2 separate regions of the Sus scrofa genome follow, and region 1 is linked to region 2. Evidence: chromatin contacts called from public Hi-C data. All regions are on one chromosome and are shown on one strand. The core of a region is the stretch at or near the end of the contact, and the rest is flanking DNA. Distances in the headings are between cores, read along the strand shown.

What was found. A called contact is a pair of places that touch in the nucleus more often than the background predicts.
Region 1: a Hi-C map of psoas muscle shows a contact between it and region 2, with 3 times the contacts expected there. The contact joins two enhancer-like sites. A contact is called at or near these places in 4 of 47 Hi-C or Micro-C datasets (embryonic fibroblasts, fetal heart ventricle, heart right ventricle and 1 more) and 1 of 2 datasets of contacts at active chromatin or transcription factors (skeletal muscle).

Annotation. Positions count from the first base shown.
Region 1 is chr2:42,747,220-42,753,142 of Sscrofa11.1, reverse strand. The region is part of intron 5 of SOX6 (transcription factor SOX-6); the gene reads right to left. Among named protein-coding and RNA genes, the nearest start is that of SOX6, 300 kb to the right of the region's middle. Within about 2 kb of position 2,167, at least 2 of the 83 cell types and tissues checked have an H3K27ac peak or open chromatin away from gene starts, as enhancers often do.
Region 2 is chr2:42,457,460-42,463,637 of Sscrofa11.1, reverse strand. The region is part of intron 2 of SOX6 (transcription factor SOX-6); the gene reads right to left. Among named protein-coding and RNA genes, the nearest start is that of SOX6, 13 kb to the right of the region's middle. Within about 2 kb of position 3,802, at least 1 of the 83 cell types and tissues checked has an H3K27ac peak or open chromatin away from gene starts, as enhancers often do.

The sequences.
Region 1 (5,923 bases), core at 918-3,417, 290 kb before region 2:
GATGGACGAATGGACAGACAAATGGATGGGTAAATGAAACAATGGACAAACAAACAAGCAAACAAACCTACCTTCTAAAATATACTATTAGTATTTATCTTTGTTTTTTTAAGTCAGTAAGGTGTTCTTAATTCTAATGACTCCAGTCTAAAGGTGTTATTTAAACTGAATTCCTTACCATTATATATGTCCTCCACATGCCACGAAGTTAAAAAGATAAAGGCAGAATCTTGCCAATAAACAAATATTTATTGATGTTACCTTCTGAGGTAAATTAACAGCTAAGAGAATGCTATTGTGAGTCGTGTGGGATAAATAATGTTAAAATATCAGCTGGGAGAATTATAACACATATGGGATTTTGTGGATTTGCTGGTATTAATGTAATGAACATGTACTGTAAGTGATTACAACTTAAATCTATTAGTCTTTTTTGCCTTTATGAAAATGGAAGGATTAACAATGAAGGGTACATGCAGACTTGGTAATATTGGGGATGCCTCTTTACCACATGGTCCATGACCTTATCGTCCAGGCCACATTTCTTTCTGGCATTAATGCATTTGTTAGTCCCAGAAGGCTTAAACTACAGATGTTTAACATCCTGCTTATGGACAGATCATCTGGAATACGAAGTGAGAAATCTATACTACTTATTAGTATATATTATGAGTGTAACAGAGATTTAATAGCCCATTCAAACAAGATTAGTGAAACCATAGCTCAGGAAAAAAAGTATCATCTTAACAGAGATATGCTCTCAAACCTGCAGGGAGGAAAAAAAAAAGGAAGAACTGAAAGCATATTTTCAGCTGGAATATGTTTTAGGACATCAAAAGAATTTGTCACTAATTAATGTTGTTTATATAGTAGCAAAAGAAACATTAATTATAGCCCTCAATGTAAACTTAAAACCTTTTTGTGGAAAAGGGATTTATAACTAAGGTGGTAATCTGGCTCTCTGGAAGGCTTATCTACAACATAGTGAAAGTCATTATAAATCATGTTAATGTGTAGGATCCAAAGAAAAGTGAAGTGATAGTGGGAAAAGATTGAGTTCTCCTAACCCCCAGATCCAAAAATTTCTAAAGAATAAGGGCAAAAAAGGAAAAAGAAAGCAGTGGTCAACTAGACCTTTGTTGGTATCCCCCAAAATGTAATCTCTAAGCTGAAGAATGGCAGCTGGCAGAACAGCTGGTGAATAGGATTAATGTCAGAAGAAAGAAATAAAACTCAACATATGTCCAAGCCTGCGGTGCTGGGACTGAGCATGATTATACCCCGACGGATAGGCTGAATACAGCTGGAAAGTGCCACTGTGCCATGCTTCTCTACCCCACAAGGTCATTGCTAAGAAGTACAGCTAATGTCTGAACAGCAAATTTAACTTTGACTGAAGAATTCAGGATCCAGGAAAGAGAGAGAGAACCCAGATTTTTAACTACCCATGTGCTGAATAGTTTAACCCTCAGCGCTTGGTTTGCTATACCGCAAAGCAAACCAAAAGACAGATCAGCAATTGAACCTAACAGATTGCACTAAAGTAAATATAATTTTTAAATCATTTAAACCGCTTAATCTATCTCAATCACATCAAATATGTTAGCGCAAACATATTTCCATCTTTCATTTAGAGTTTAAATAGGCACAAAGGAGCAAAAAATCTAATTAAATATAACAGTAGATATAGTTCTATAAATTGCCAATGCTTTTCAAAGTCAATGTTTTAAAGCTCCTTCATCACAATTAGCAAAAAATATTTTAAATAGGCAGTTTCTCATAGTACAGCCATCACATTCTCAGACTGAACATGAGGAAGTTTTATCTTCCTCACCTATCCCCCTGTTGTAGTTAGGCACCCTTTAGCTTTTGTAACAGTAGATGAGATACCAGGACTTAACTGTTTGAACAACAGTACCCACAGGGACATTACTGATAAATGACAAAAGGCTTTATTTATAGCTACGTAGGCAGAGTAATTTTTATCCAATCATTTCCCTATTTAAGAACTACCATAAACATTTTAAAAAGAGATCAGTAATCATTACTAAGAAAGTATTGCCCTACTTGTTTCTATCCTTTATTTCTCTCAGATGCCTAAGCTAACTTGAACTCAATGATCAGATTATCAGAGGCAACAAATCACCTTCCCATCTAGCACTCTCAGGACATTTCTTTTGGCAATACATTCTTAAGAAGAGGTGGGAGTGAAGGGAGAGAGATGGAGAATTTTATGACAAAGGAACAGAATAGAGTCACTGACTCTTATAGCCCTAAGCGCCCGCTCCACAGCCTCAAAGGAAATCCTGTGGAAATCCTACGACAAACAAAAATCTTCCCAAAGAGCCACTCCTTACAGAAGTTACATTTTATTTCTCATAACCAGAACTGATAAGAGGGTCACCACAGTGAGAGGTGGCATGCCCTGTAACTCCTCTGCTAGCATTGTTCCGAGGCTGCCAAAAACCTACAGCAGGGTTATTCTCTGCCATCAAATGTAAATTTATCACCAGCATGTTTAATTTCTTTTTTTTCCCTCTCTCTCTAAACTAATTACTAGTTTATACATGCATTCTAGCAGCCTCAATAAAAAAGAAAAGCTCTAGAAATTAAGAAATGAAACTTTAGGGGGTTTAGGTAAGCATAATAATAGTTTGAAATTCAAAGGGGTAATCAACATAATTTTCTTTCTTAAATAATTGTTGAAAAACATGGTCAAATTTATAAGACAGGGGCTTCTTCCCAGGTAAAATACTCAATGAGCCTTTCAAATGACACTTCGGATAACCTATCAAGATAGAAAAATTGTTGTATGTCCATTGCTTTTGTCCAGGAATTATTATTTTTCAAAGATCTGATTTTCATTTTGTGTATATAACAGGTTTTACTTAGACCTAGGAATAAGTGACAACTTCCAATGCTTATGGGCATCTTGACATCTTTATTTTATTTATATACTTTTATTCACACATTAAAAGTCTCCCCGGTATTTGGAAATTTTAAAATGTTAATCTGATATAGTTTATAGCCCTATGAAATCTCAAATTGTCCTACATTAAATGTTTAACACAAGGGAAACCTAGTCATTTCCAGAAAACTCAAGTGCTAAAATGTCTGTTTATAATCCAAATAAATATTTAAATAGAGTTGCCAATTTTAATGCTGTTATAATGGCTACTACCATTTTATAAAATTCCAAGATTGCATGCTTTGAGGTTTAATGGCAGTCAACATTTTTTAGAATCTTTAAATGCTGAAAAAATATTTTTATTTGCCATTACAGAATATGGAAAGAAACCCGCATAGTTTATTAATGTCTTCTGAATTGTTTAAGAGGATTTTAAGATATGAGTTAAAAGAATTTCATAATCTTAATTTCAATTTCTCCTTTTCATTTAATAGTAGACATTCATTAGGACCCACACACTGTAATAAATTATAATAATTTCAAACAAGAATTAAATTACTAGGTACCTAGTGAAAGAGCCATTTTTTCTTAGGTACCCTGTAATCTAACTGTCAGATTTAAAATCTATTCCCAATCAACTCTTCACAACATTCACATTTATTCATCTATGTTAAATTAATAAAAGGTGTGAATAATACTGACAAAATTGATCATTATTGTTCATGTAGATTTAGAAAATTATAAGGTAATCTAAAATGTAAAAGGAATTGAGAGAAACTATTAAGGTTCTTATAAATAAATTCATCCTATGCTATTTTTTCAAATCAAGACTGAAACTTCTACGAGACTTATTTAAATTGACTATACAAGCTATTTGATAAATTGTACCTTTTTAGAACATAAACCATTTTCATTATTTTTGACAAATATCAGTACAAAGACTCTACTGTAGCATTAGGGTTCAACAATTACTTTAGGAAGCTAGGCCTAACAGCTAACAGTAGCCTGAAACAGTTTATAGCCAATCAGTTCAATGAAAAAAAGACAACCACAAGGGATCATCAAAAAGAGATAGCCCTCCCAGAAATAAATACCATTCCCTGCATTTTTCCTCTAGGTAAAGTAATGTATGTGTAATTCTTACCTAGACTACCAAAGATAAATACAACTCTATTGACTAACATCCCCAAACAGAACTTCCTTTATATACCAAGTTTGCACACTTACTATATTTCCTAAATCTAACCTTACTGACCCTCTCCTCTTAACTGGCATCCTTAAAGACAAAGCGTGTCAACATCTGTTCCCATTCACACCGATTTTAATTTACAAAAAGAGCTTTGCTATTTTCAGAGCAGACTCCAGAGCACAATGACAGATTTAGGGCCTTTACAGGGGTTGCATTTCTAGTATGTCAGCATTTCCTACTCACCAAGAGTAGATTCCAGGGGTCACAACAAAGGAATAGCTGAAATTCAAACTTCATTATAGAGATTTTTCCCACCCGTACTTATTTCATAATTTAAACTACCAACATGCTATCCTATTCCGTGGGGCATCACTGGTGCTGCACAGCAACTGGACTAAAATGATCTAGTCTTGGGGCAAACATGAAGGTCCTTAGGCCTTCCTATGAAGTTCCACATACATAATCACCTCTTCCAGAACTTTATATCTGACTGAAATTTAATAACCGTAATACAACAATTTTATAACTCCCTACATCTGTAAGGTACTAGACCGTTTTTAAAAACAATTCCATGTACTTAATCTCAGTTTTTAAATTTCATCGTAAGTGCTGAGTTTTAAGTCACTAATATTCTTTCCAATAGAAGTGTTCCATAGTTGTATATTTTGTACTATGTTTTATTCAGACATTTTTAATGTGCATAAAGAAAGTCCCTCTCATACTATCACAGTTTCCCTGGATAATTCAGAGTTTTTAAGACACAATATGAAGAACAACTTGGAGAAACAATGCACAAGTTGTGTTGTAATCAAATAACAACTAAGACATGAGCAGCTGAGCAGAGGGAAGATGGGCAACGGAATGCCGTGCGGCAATCAGCACTGTTGACTAATCAGAATTTGAGACACTAGAAGGTAATAAGGGTATTATAAAGAATGGCTTATTGAAGGAGCAGCTGTTTATGTGTAGCTCACTGTTTAAATGAGTTCCACTAGATTGTCATGGTATGTTTTGGTGAAAATGTTTAACTCCTTTTAAAATGATCATTAGAGAAGAAACAGCAAGTACCAAGTGGCAAGTTTGGAGATATCAAAGCACCTACTACGATTTAAAAGCATTAGAACAGTTATCTGGGTGTTTAGAAATTGTAGGAAATGTCTTTTAAGTCAAAAGTACTTATGTATTCATTCGTCTCTTAAAAAGCCTAGAAGGTAGGTCATGCCATTATCAATACTGGGTTGCCATGGGTACAAAGATGAGACTGTGATATAATGGGGGACTCTTCCGAGGATGACAAAATGAAAAAGTAGAATAAAAATACCCATCAGGACAGCTACAAATCAGAGAATGTCTCTGAATTTAGAAATTTGTCCATCTTCTCAATAAGGAGAGGGAATAAGATCCTGAATTAAATTTCAAAATAAGATTTTAATGTTTGAGACTAAAATAATAATACTTAAAACCACTCTCCTTTTCTAACTTAGAAGAAATAAATAATTTTTAAAGAAGAGGAGAGAGAACGCAAAATAACACTTAATTCACTAATGATATTTTCACAAAGCAATTATCATCTTATTCAAAACTATTGGTCATAGAGTTGTATTGGCTTTGCAATTGAATCGATTTACAGGGTTTTGTCTCCCTTACTTTCACCCAAGAAGCTATTGTCTATTGTTTCTTTTGCACTAGCAAAAACAACAACAACAACAAATCCACAAATTACAAGATAAAGGCACCAAGTAATACTTCAAAAAATTTATCATAATTTAGTATTATGAAAATTTCATTCTGACAACAAGTGTTCAGTATTTTAAAGCAGTCAGCAA
Region 2 (6,178 bases), core at 2,553-5,052:
TGCTTCTGATCAATGTGATATTATTTGTTTATACTTGGGTATATGGAAAATGCAGCATTGGTTTGGCTCTGGAAATAAGTATGAAGATAAAATAAATGAGCACTGACATTGTATAAAAAAGACTGGGGGCGGGGGGAAGAAGGCCAAAAAGGCCAGCCCTAATTTATGACACACAAGCTTTGTTTATAGCGAATAATATCCTGAAGCAAAACCCAGCTGAAACATTTATTCATATCAAGTAGGAAGTCAGACAGTATGACTGGTAAGATTATCTACCCTGCATACCTTTTATTGGTGAGGCAATGAGTATGAAAGCACTTTGAAAACTGAGTTCTATAAAACATATGAGAATTGAGGGCTCTTTTCATGCCAAGGTTCTACTACAGATTACTTAACTACTGTCAATTAATCCTAACACCCGATTGTCTAGAATTGTTCTACGCACTTCTATATTCATTATCTTCAAACTTAATCTTCCTTACAATCCTACCTGATAAATTATATCACAATCCCCATATTAAAAATTAGGAAGTTGAAACTCAAAGACTGATTGCAGGAGTTCCTGTTGTGGCGCAGGGGAAACAAATCGGACTAGTATCCATGAGGACGCAGGTTCGATCCCTGGCCTCGCTCAGTGGGTCAAGGATCCGGCGTTGCCATGAGCTGTGATATAGGTCACAGAGCCGGCTCAGATCCCGTGTTGCTGTGGCTATGGTATAAGCCAGCAGCTGTAGCTCCCATTCAACCCCTAGCCGGGGAACTTCCATAGCTGCAGGTATGGCCCTAAAAAGCAAAAAAGAGAGAGAGATTGCATTTTCTAAGGTCACACAACTAGTTTAGAAAATAATACTTCAAATAAAAGATTCAAGAGATAAAAATTGAAAGTTTAACTTGGGTTTTTTTTTTTCCCTTGAAGATCTATAATTCAAATGAAGAGTATATGTTTCCATTTTTTCTTAAAATCAAAGCAAAAGAAAGCAGATTAAGAAGAACTGTCTTTTGACATGAAGAACTTCTCAGTGTTAATCATTGAAACACATAACCAAAGATTATAAAATCTCTTTCTTTGCTGGCTCCCCCACCCTCCTCCCCCAAAAAAAGCTTCTTAAATGATTAGAATGGAGAAATATACCCTTGAAGAAAGGAGGATGACAGATGAAATGACCTTTCATCTGTCCTTAGAACTGGACATTCCAAATTTGAGAGCTGGACCTCCACACTCTACATTTAGTCACTACTCTAAGTGTGGCAGACTACTTATGAAATCTTTCTAGGAAAGAAAGGCGCATGTATTGCTGAGAATACTTCATATAAGAGGAAAAGAAATCAATTGTGTAACTTGCCAAGGATTACACAAGTACCTAGTAAAGTGGAAATGGGATGCAGATCTAAGTACACCACCACTTCAACAGTAGTATAGAACAGGTATTAAATTTATGCCAAGCATATACCTTAGTTTTTTACATTTATCCATCTCGCTTAATCCTTACAATAGCCTTATGACGTAGATATTATTATTATTCCCATTTTAGAGATGAAGAAGTAAAAAGTTAGTGATTATACCATGGATATATTGGGGGTAGATGGAGTGGGTGAATTCTCCTACATAGAAGGTTCAATGACCTTGGATTATAGCTGGATATTATTTTTGAGAAAATAGCAACATTTCTGCCCTTTGATATTCTTTCCCAAGAAAGAACATAGGATCATTCTTCTCCACTTCTACCACTGACCTGCTTACTAGCACCATGACAAATGTACCTAAATTTCCCATCTACCAAATATTAAAAATCTTCAATAGAAAAGAAAATCCTGAAAAAGTAAAAACTTGTGACTTCAAAAATGCCTTTCAGGATACCTAGAACTTAATGCTCAATCACGTTACACAGTTATCTCTTTGTAAAGTATAAAAGGAAATACTTGCAACCATGCCTCAAAATGAGTTCCACTTGAAATCTACGCTTGTCATTAAAAAAAAATCTGTTGCATTTTCACTCTTCCACATATTGTGCTTGTGTAGTCGTGGAAACTAAAGCATCTTTAATTTTCTTTGTCTAATTTTAAAGAACTACTTTTCAAAGAAGCAAAGAGATTGTGCTCAGTGAAGTCAGAATCACAAACAGCACTAAAGTCCCCTGTTTGCATTTGAATGGATATATTAAAGACAGACAATTCAATTCATCTCTTTAACATGACTAGAAACAACAAATTATTGAAGATAGCAGGGATAATAGATCATTTAAAGATTTATCTTGTGAGATTTTCAGAGAAGAAAGAGATCAAGGGGGAACTTGAAATGAGAGAATATAGAATGTTTGCATAGACACAAATATGCACATCATATAAAGTCCTTTGAATTCACCTTATGTGTATCATGATTACTTATATATGTCATCATTGAAAAGCATAAATATCAATATACTCAAGTAAGTTTGATCCAAAATAGTTTAAAATACAAAAACTCTTAAAGGATTTATGTCACATTAGGCTTCTTCAATACATGGTGCTTTAATCCGAAGAAACCTAAAAGCTTTATAGACCAGGGAAGCTTAGTAAATAAACTATGTTAGTGAATTCTTCACCACATGTGTAGAGAGAGAGCCATACGGAAATAGAAAATCTAGAAAATTATAGAGCAGAAAATTCAAGTTAGTTACCAAAGATGCCAAATCTTCTAAAATATATACAACATTGGACTACCAATTGTTAGATTTTTTTTCACTATCTATCCCTAGACAATTACAGGTTATGATGCTAGCACAGTTCTTTATAAATACAATCAAACATCTCCCTATAAATGCAAAGACCTAACTCTTTAGATAAACATGAAGATTTCCATAGTTTCAAATAACTGTTTTTCACTTGAAGGAGTATGAAAGAGAATGCCAGTATGCTTTTTCTTGACATTAAAAGGTGAAGGAGAACAATTCAAAATTCTTGAAACATTTTGAAAAGTAATTTTTACTAATATTACATACTGTGCAAATTAGTAAGGATTACTAAATGCATTAGCATTATAAAACAGAAACAACTGGGCAGTTGATTTTTTAAATGTAGTTTATAATAGATTGTAGCATCTACAATTAACCTCAGAAAATAATCCACATCTTTACTAAAGATAAAGTTTTTTTGAGTGAATAGTAAAATATGAGTGATATATAAGGGGTCTTAGAGGACCAAGAAGAGATTCTGAATATAAACAAGCCATCATTCTGGTAAAAAGAAATACAAACAACTAGAATAAAAATAGTTGATGCACAAAAGCCATAATGAGGGGGTAGCTCAAAAAATAACTTCTACTTTGAATGGTTTGGATGAAATACAAATTATCCACAGAAAAGTGTGGACTGGCATAAATGTTTGTACAAAATTATAAGTGTATTTCAAGAAGTATGCAAGAGGCAACCGCCTGCATGTTGCACAAGGTCCCGGCAACGCTCTGCTTAAGTGCTAGTGCACAGAGTCCAAACCACTGCATTTTAATTACCATGCAGCCTCAGATATATTGCCTTTGATATGGAAATGTTCTTGTTCTCTCATCTTCACATATGGTCTCATGCACAGAAATCTTTATCTGATTCATAAAAAATAAACTAGAATCCAATCTCAACACCTGACCTCAGTGCTTAGAAGTTTTTTACTAAGCATGGTGTCACTATAAAAAGAATGACTAATATTAGTGTAAAGTTGGATATTTTGAGCAACCATATGAAGGACTTGCAGTTAAAAACTGAATTGATACTGCTTCTCTGATGTTTGAGGGTTTTGTGGTCCCTTTTTTTGAGACTAACACCGATTTGAGGAAAAACAGACCAACCAAGCACTCTTTTTTGGAGGTGAGAGAGTCTATGGTAGATTTAAATGATATTCCACTTACAACCTCTAGCCACACTCTCATTTGATATTTTTATCCAAATTATGACAATGGATATTTAAATTTTAAAATTGCTATCAAAAGCCATAACACCAAAATTTAAAATTATTTCCAGTTAGACTAAATGTCTGAATAAAACAGCTGAAAAGCTTTTACCCTCTTCCACAGAACAAGGAAAATAAAAATATTCTTCCTATAAGTGAATAATGAATATATAATGAGAGAATGATGAAAGTTTCTGATATAACTCTTACCAAAACAATTAGTTTTCAGATCACAGTTGAAGAACCACAAGCGAAAAGGATATGCTATACATTTAAAACATTCTTGCATTTAACAAAAATTGCTTTTCATAAACTACCAGAATGCCAGTTTGGTTTTGTTTTTGTTTTACTTGAGTATGTTGATATTCAGAGTATAATCAGGAGAAAATGTGAGTTAGGATAAAGACATAAAATGTTCAATATATTATTTTCCTTATTAGGAAAAAATTATAGGGGAGAATGATACTTTTTAAACAAGAAGCAATCCAAATACAAAGATAGTCCATTTTCTGCTCTAAAAAGCAGTGAGTACTTGTTAATTTTTAGCAAGCTTTTATAATAAAATCTGTTCTCATTAAACCTCATATACCCACATAACTTAATAATTCTGAAATAACCTAGATTAACTTTTTTTAAAAAATGGTAATATGACCCATCTAACCTCATGACAGCAGATAATACGTCCCATCTGCAAATCATCTTGCTGAATGTTATCTGTGTTTTATCATTTCTAGTACCTGTCTGTGCCTGATATGGTACTCTCAGACACATTAGCTTGATGGAATGTTTCACTTGACTTCAAAAACATCAATTGATATATATACACCCCTAAACTATATTTAAACAAATAGCTCTTAGAACAACCAAAATTTTAGTATCGTACTATACTTTATATAATCATGTTTGTAAATAATGAACTGTATATATGAATTCTCTCACTAACAAGAAAATTCTTTCAAACTTAGATATAACCTAATAATATTGAAAGGTATAGAAAATACTAAAAGTAACAGTTAAAATCAATGTATATTAAACTTTGTTAAAAGAAAATTCATTTACTCCATTACCTAGTATACTAACGGAAAGAGGGTTGTTTAAAATGTCACTAGTTTCTTCAGTATAAGATGGATATGTGTAAAAATTTCAATAATGACTAATAACCCACTAATCCCTAAAAGTCAAAAAGAAAACAGACATAAAATCTCAATAATGCCACCAAAATTTATCATTTAGGTATTTAAAGTAACATACTTTAAAACCTTATAAAAGAAAGATTTACTGGATAAGTTAACATTTTAAATATGTGCTTTGCCCTTACTAGGAAAAATCTAGTTGCTTTCTATTACTAATGAAAAAAATGTTAAGCTGACAATATGCCTATTGAATGTCAATTCTTCAGTAACTGAATCCATTATACAATCAACTTAAGGTATAGATATTGATAGTGCTTTATTAATTAATTTTATGTTTATCTTTATAGTATAACATTGAGTGTTGTAGTTATAAAATATACTATTATAGGCGTTTGTATCATGGTCCATAAGAATAAACTTAAAATTTTTTTGCATTTTAAAAAATACATATACACCAAGAGAAAGTTCCTTCTCATTACTTCCAAAATAAAACCTACAAACAACAATAAACAGGATAAACAATAAACAAAAAAACTATCTAGTTTTGCCACTATAAATAAAGGAGTTTGGTGAGAGAGCAGATGTAAAAGGATGTGGTAGTGGTACATGAGAAAAGCAAGAAAGGATATCAGTTGCTTAAGGAATCAATGACCTAGCACTTGTCTGGATCCTGGTTACTTACTGCCTTTGGTCATAAACTAGATCTAATAAGTGTAGTGCACACTTGCTTGCTTTCAGAATCTGAAAAAAAAATTTTTTGGTTGGCGTTGGTGGTTGTTCTTGTTTTAGAAAGGGACAATCTCTCTTGATTTATGAGGTTTTCAAAAATGTAGGAAGAAAAAAAAATTTATATGTCATTTGGCCTACAGCCCATGCACTCACATATGTGTATTGAGGAAGATACACTCAAATATATAGAGGTAACACATTTATGATCTAGTATAGAAAAAAGTCAGTCATAACTTTTCCCATACTATAATAAAATGAAATGTTTCACTGATTCGATAAAAAGCAAATGCAGCTAAATAAACTATGTCCCCACCTCCCATTGGAAACGTACACTCGATGCTGCAGAAAAACTAACCCTATCTAACCCTATCCCACTAAGTTTGTGGAAGGTTTAGGAT